Linked DNA regions of Cyprinus carpio: region 1 is linked to region 2. A link is a contact called in public Hi-C data. All regions are on one chromosome and are shown on one strand. The core of a region is the stretch at or near the end of the contact, and the rest is flanking DNA. Distances in the headings are between cores, read along the strand shown. Region 1 overlaps LOC109056170 (zinc finger protein ZFPM1-like). Region 2 holds the start of LOC109056170 (zinc finger protein ZFPM1-like).

Region 1 (3,373 bases), core at 549-3,048, 53 kb after region 2:
TTATAGCTGAATTCAGCTTTCGTTTGTTCATTCGTTCTCTTTCTTTCTTTCTTTTTCTTTCTTTCTTTCTTTCTTTCTTTCTTGTTTTGTATGATGGTGTTGCATTAATGATGGGGGTGATTTTTCTCTTTTTTTTTTTTATATAGCACACTGGCTGCTTCAGTGTCTGTGGAGGCAGGCATATTGATAAGGCTTGTGTGGACACTGCCAGTGTGTAGAGCTATTGATAAGAGCTCTGTGGACTCATCGCTATCGATAAGGGTGGCGTACATTTTTGGGAACCGGTCACGCAGAGCTATCGATAAGGTTGATGGGGTTATTGTAGGGGAGTTGCTGTGGCCCAACACAAGGGCAGCGTCATGAGTGTGTCAATGTATTGTGTGGGAAAATGGTAGGGTTTTAAAGATAAGACTTCTTGGTCTTTAGAGAGGAGGTGTTTGGGTTGCTCACGAGGATTATGGTTGTGAATTGTCGAGCAGAAGCCCTGAAAACAGTTTAGCTTGATGGAAAGGTGCATCAGCACTGTGTACTTTAACACTTCCCTCATGTTAAGAATGACCACATTTGGGTCAATTTCATGAAACCTGTTGAGAACGTGTATGTATTTATCTATTGTATTTAACAATAGAATCTTTAAACTATTATTTAATCTTAATATTTAAATCTTAAATATTTTTTTAATTAATTTGAATATTGTAAATGTATTCAGTAAATTCAGTATTTTTAAATATTTTATTTTATACAAAAATCATTAATTCTTAATACTGTAATGTGAAGATAAAGATAAGCATTTATAGGCTCTCGTTCTCTCTCTTCCCCCTTTCTATATTAAATGTATATATTGTATAATATAAATATTATACATTTGATATATTACATTATATATAACATAATGTTAACAGTGATTATTTTTATTTATTATTAGTCTTAATACTTATTAGTATATAGTTGTAATAATAATTAAGGGTTATACATTAGTTCTTTTTATTATTACTATTATTATTTACTATTAATAAAATTATTTTAATAGATAAGTGGCTTATTTTTTACATTTTCCAAAATTTAATTATATAAAACTTCTGTATATAATCTAATGAGAATCAACTTTGAGAGTAAAAATAATTTGCAAAAACAAGAAAAGTCACATCTGGTAATGACAATTTTTTGTAATATATGCTAAATTGTTAGGTCTAATGAGAATCAGCTTTGAGAGTAAAAATAATTTGCGGAATTTTTTAAAAAAATTTTTTTTTTTGTTAACTTGGACTTTTTCATTGAATTTACCAATTCAGAATTTATTAATATATTTATTTTTCCTCTTGAAAAGCTACCCGTTTACTGTCACCATCTGCTGAGCTACTGTATAATAAAAACAGATGGTGTAGGAATTGCATATGTAGGAATTATACCAGTGCTATTTTAGTGTAGTCTATTGGTAATAATGGCTGAATAATGGCTGCAGTAGTGATAAGATATGATCATGTGAGAGGTCAGGGTGGGCACTGATGCTGGGCTTAGATTAGAAGACATATAGTAGATAGCAGTTTTGGGCTGTGGATGTAGAACATTGGACTTTAGACTGCTGACAGAGGCCCAGCCTGTCATTAATAACACCCAAACCCAACCCACCACTGACTGATTTATAACTAATCATTTAATACTACCTTTTAGACAATTGCAGTTATATTTTCTGGCAAGTCTTGCTCAGTGCCATGTGTCTGTCCAGCATCTGTCCCATTCCACCTATATACCCTTCTCTCTCACTCCTGTTGCCCTCTCTCTCTCCCTCACGCCCTCCCCCGATCCGCGTCTTGGCTGTGGGAAAGCCATTTTATCAGCGTCTGTCTGTTGTTCTCTGGTGGGGATAGATACAGAGAAGATAGATGAGTGTTTTGACATGGAGAGTGTTAGACAAACACTCTTATCGGACCCAGCACTTTAGCCCGACCCCCAAAAGCGACACTGGTGGGGGGGCTAAAGGGGTGGGGGGTAGTTAAACAGAGCTACATTGGGACGAAGATGCTGGAACGGACTGGAGCACCACCACAGGTCGACCTCCCCAGCGAAGCTCCTTCTGAAGAAGTTACCAACTGTAGCGAGGACATTTTGAGCTTTTTCAGTAAATGTATCTAAATATGTAAAATTCTAGGTTGAGTGAACGGTTGGCTTTTGTGTCAGCTGCTCCATATCTCTGTTTGTGGAGCCTGTGTTTGTTCCTGTGTCAGGACTGCGTTTGTGACTCACCAAAGCCTTGACTCCCATCACACTGCACTTATCTCTTATAGGAAGTACAGAGGTTCTCTCTGTTTTGGTCCAGTGTCACTGCTCGGTGAGCGCCAAACTCCCCCTAGTGGTACTAGACTTGGTAGTCGATTTTGGAATTGATGCATAATAATGCTAAAGACTGAAATAGATATGGTTTTCTATGGTGTTCAGAGTGGTTTTAGCAAATTACTGTGTGGTTGCTACTTGCTATAGTAGGTTGTTGCATACTGGGTCAAAAAAGCCTCAAAGTAACTATGGTATTCTGGCTCCTAGATAAGGTCTCTTTGTGGGATTTTTTTATTAACTTTTACCATTATTATTACTTTTTTTTTCATATAACTATGTATCAGTCTAATATAGGTGACCCTGGACCACAAAACCAGTCATAAGTAGCATAGTATAGGTCAAAATTATCCATTTCTCTTATATGCCAAAAATCATTAGGATATTAAGTAAAGATCATCTTCCATGAAGATATTTTATAAATTTCCTACCGTAAATTTATCAAAACGTCATTTTTGATAAGTAATATGCATTGCTAAGAACTTAATTTTCTCAATATTTTTTGCACCCTCAGATTCCAGATTTTCAAATAGTTGTATCTCGACCAAATAGTGTCTTAACAAACCATACATCAATGGAAAGCTTATTTATTCATTTTTTTTGCACCCTCAGATTCTCTCTTTTTTTATATTTTTTTTTTTAAGTGTATGTGTTATTATTTTGTATTTTGTTTTGGAGGTGATGCCTGATTTCACTTCTAACATTGAAAACGATTGGTTTTTGGTGTTTTTTAATTTTTTTATTTATTTAGACAAAATTGTATAGACTTATCCATTTATCAGTTATCGGCCATAACATGAAAATAATTATTAGCTTATTGGCTTATCAGCTTGAATTGTAATATTGGAGCTTCCCTACTTAAATATAAACAATAGCTGTCACCTTAGCAAACACCACAGAAAAACAAACTAACACTTCTGCTCTACCTGCTTTTAATTGTTGTTCTGATGTATTTACACTCTTTCTTGCTCTTTGTGTAAACAGATGATCTTATGCTAAGCGGTAGTGCTGATGACTTCAAGGTCCTGGCCCTCAGGGACCTGTC
Region 2 (3,243 bases), core at 436-2,935:
AAGGAAAACTTGTTTTATTTAGTAATATTTATTTTTAAAATAATGTCTGCATTATAGGCTTTCCTTTTCTTTTCTTTTCTTTTTCTTTTATTTTACCCACCTTATAAATAAAATTTAGGGTAAGGATGGATTGGACTATGCCCAGCATCCAAAAGACAAATTTATTACTAACCTTTTTTAAAAACACTGGATAAACTTTAAAGGCAGAGTGCGCTCCACATTGTAAACAGGTTTGTAATAAATGCATTTAAAATTCATTATGAGTGCATAATCCTTTTTATTTTAAATGTTGATTTCGTCATGTTTAATCAAGAAATATACGAACAATGTTGCTCCAACATCAAGATTAACAAAGCCAAACACTGATATTGTAAATAATAGTTAATAGTCCACACAAATATTTTGCTCTGAACCTTCTAACAAATCTTAATAAATCATGACGCAACACAAAAAAATATATAGTGTTTTTTTTTTGTATTATTTGTGGTTGCCTTAGAAGTTGAAATGGAACAGTGCACTTGCGGTCTTACGGACCTACAATGGCCGCCGCGTGCACGTGTCCGTTAAGTCCACGAGACCGTAGTAGGGTGTCTCGTTTGTCATTTTAGCATTCATCCCCTTTGAGGCCGTTATGTGCATTCGATCCGGACTCAGAGGAAGACCACAAGGGTTTAGGGTGCCATTTGGGACATGCTGGCCTCTACTGAGAGGCATGAGATAAGGTTTTTCGTTGGTCACTAGATGGAAGCAGTGAGTTTTTGAGGAGGTCACAGTGCCAGCATCTCTGCAAAGAAAACAGTAATAGCATTCTCCCTTTTTTAAGTAACCATATCTTGATTGACAGCTATAATTGTAGTACTTTTGTATTTCAGTAATCACCACCCAACATTTACTTGGAGCTATTGGTCACGCCCTCATTTAACGTAGACAAACACAATAGAATAATATTTATTGAATCCTGCGTGAGATGAACTGCAATGCTGCAGCAGCAAAAAAGAGAGAACAACAATTACCACAGAACAGTGACCACAAAATATTTATTTATAAATTAGTTTTTACATAAAAAGTACAACAAATAACAAATAATAATAAATACCAATTAAATGTAGTATTAATATTGTATAGAATTGTGTATTTTTTTGTATTTTTTTAATATTTTAAATTAATCATTTTATGATAATTATTTATAATAATATAATTATTATTATTCAAACTTTAATAGAATAATATAAAATATTTTATTAGAATGTATTTTATAATAATAATTATCTATCTATCTATCTATCTATCTATCTATCTATCTATCTATCTATCTATCTATCTATCTATCTAATATCTATCTATCTATCTATATTAATTGAATAATAATTCAATAAATAATTCAAAAATATTATTGTATTGATTAAAATGTATTTTATAATATTTATTATTTATAAAAATAAGTACTATTATAAAATATATAACAAAAGTATTATTACTATGCATATATAATCGTTTATATATTATTTATGCAATACAAAATTATAATACTGATTTCATAACGAGTAGTGGTAAATAACCACATTATTTTTTTGAACAGCCCATCATACGCTCATCCTTAAGATTTTTTTTTTTTCATGCAATATACGTGTGCAAGGCACACGTTGCATGCCTTGCACTGATGGAAGTGTGATTTTAGGGGTATCGAGAGCTTGCTGGGAGCGCGAGCGTAGTGGCATCATACGCAAGGGGCGTGACGGAGGCGTGTCATAACATATCAGCGCCACTGTTTCATGTGTTGATCGAGCCCTGCTGAGAACTGCGCTCTTTCTTGCTTCACCGGAGTAGACATAAACAAATCATTAACAGCTAAAGGTGCAGTTTTCTCCAGCAACATATGCGCTGTCAGGGCTAACATCGGCAGAGTTTATTGTGGCTAACGGAGAGGATAGATCGCTCCTCTGGGAAGACGTCGAGAAGTCGGCCACAGGTAGCTGTTTCGGCTCTGAATATTAAAGTACAGGTCATGCGGGTGTCTTCGGAGGGGCAGAGAGCTGTGATCCAGTGCTGCTGTTACTGCTAGTGACCCCGGTGGACTGATCGCTTTTGCCGCAAGCTGAGCAGGAACGACGGAATAAGCATGTCCCGAAGAAAGCAGAGCAAACCCCGGCAGATCAAACGTAAGAGTTTAAAGTTTTACGAGTACCGGTGCTGCTGTCGTAAATGGTGACTCGTTGTAAAAAGTGTGTGATACTATTCATATGACTGGATAGCGTTGTTTTTGTGAGCGCAGCGTTGTCGTGCGTTTAAACAATTTCGTGGAAACTGACAAGATCTTTCTGTTAACACGAGACAAATGGCACGCTCTAGATGTATGAGCGGTCTGTTCAAACAGTTCTCGTGTTTTAATGGTTTTAAGACCGCAGAAAATTAGAAATGGCTACATTTATTTACAACTGGCACCATAGTAACCAACCGCTTTTAGGACGCGCAGCTCATTTTGTAAAAGAGCGCGGCACGTCAACGCTGCTGAACAAACTCGCGCTTCGTTTTTCAAACCCAGCGGCGATAATTGTGTGTAATAAACGCGTTTTGTTTGACTTTTTAATTCGTAAAAGTGTTTTCGTCTGCTCCAACTGAAGTGTAACAGTGGCTTCCTGTTTAATACTGTTGTGGAAACGTCACTGTTCTCTGAAAAAGACGATATGAGTTCAGATAAACAGCGATCCGATCCCAGTCGAGATAAGGATTAAAATTGGATCTTTTATTTGTTTTCTGTCTGTGGCTGCACGGAGGCTGCTGTTGCATTTTCCTCCGGCTTTTCAGTTCTCTTTCCAGAGATGAGACGTCAGATAGCGCGCCCAGCTGATCTCTTCACATGATAGTGGATTACAATTGGATCTTTTTTTCCATCTATCCATTTTAACCCTATAATGTTCAGCCACCATTAGTTGGTCTTAAAATGACATTTTTTTTACGATTGTATTCGAGATAGTATGTTCTGTCATTATTTGCATGCTGCAGACTTGTTTGACTTACTTTCTTCTGTGGCACGCAATAGGAGAAATTTTGAAGAATGTCTTGGTTTCTGTTTTCCATTTAATGACAGTGAATGGTGACCAAAGACGTTAAGCCTTGAAAATTATATATTATAACCTTTTGCTATATTAAGCAAAAGGAGAAACTATGTCTTGTCACTTTCCTGAGAAAAGTAGCAGTGTTTCATTCGCTTGATACAATTCACAAAACCAATCAGAATTATTC

The links. Hi-C and Micro-C count contacts between places; a contact is called where the count stands out from the background.
Region 1: a contact with region 2 is called in a Hi-C map of liver, with 5 times the contacts expected there. The contact joins the enhancer-like site here to the promoter of LOC109056170 in region 2. A contact is called at or near these places in 7 of 8 Hi-C or Micro-C datasets (liver, red blood cells and skeletal muscle).

What each region holds. Positions count from the first base shown.
Region 1 is chrB18:18,590,708-18,594,080 of ASM1834038v1, forward strand. LOC109056170 (zinc finger protein ZFPM1-like) reads left to right here. Exons shown (of 9, transcript XM_042744179.1): 4 at 3,313-3,373. Among protein-coding and RNA genes, the nearest start is that of LOC109056170, 53 kb to the left of the region's middle. Within about 2 kb of position 1,799, at least 3 of the 8 cell types and tissues checked have an H3K27ac peak or open chromatin away from gene starts, as enhancers often do. A contact at or near this core is called in liver, where this site is marked.
Region 2 is chrB18:18,537,855-18,541,097 of ASM1834038v1, forward strand. It overlaps LOC109056170 (zinc finger protein ZFPM1-like), which reads left to right and starts at 1,686. Exons shown (of 9, transcript XM_042744179.1): 1 at 1,686-2,159. The coding sequence starts at 2,120.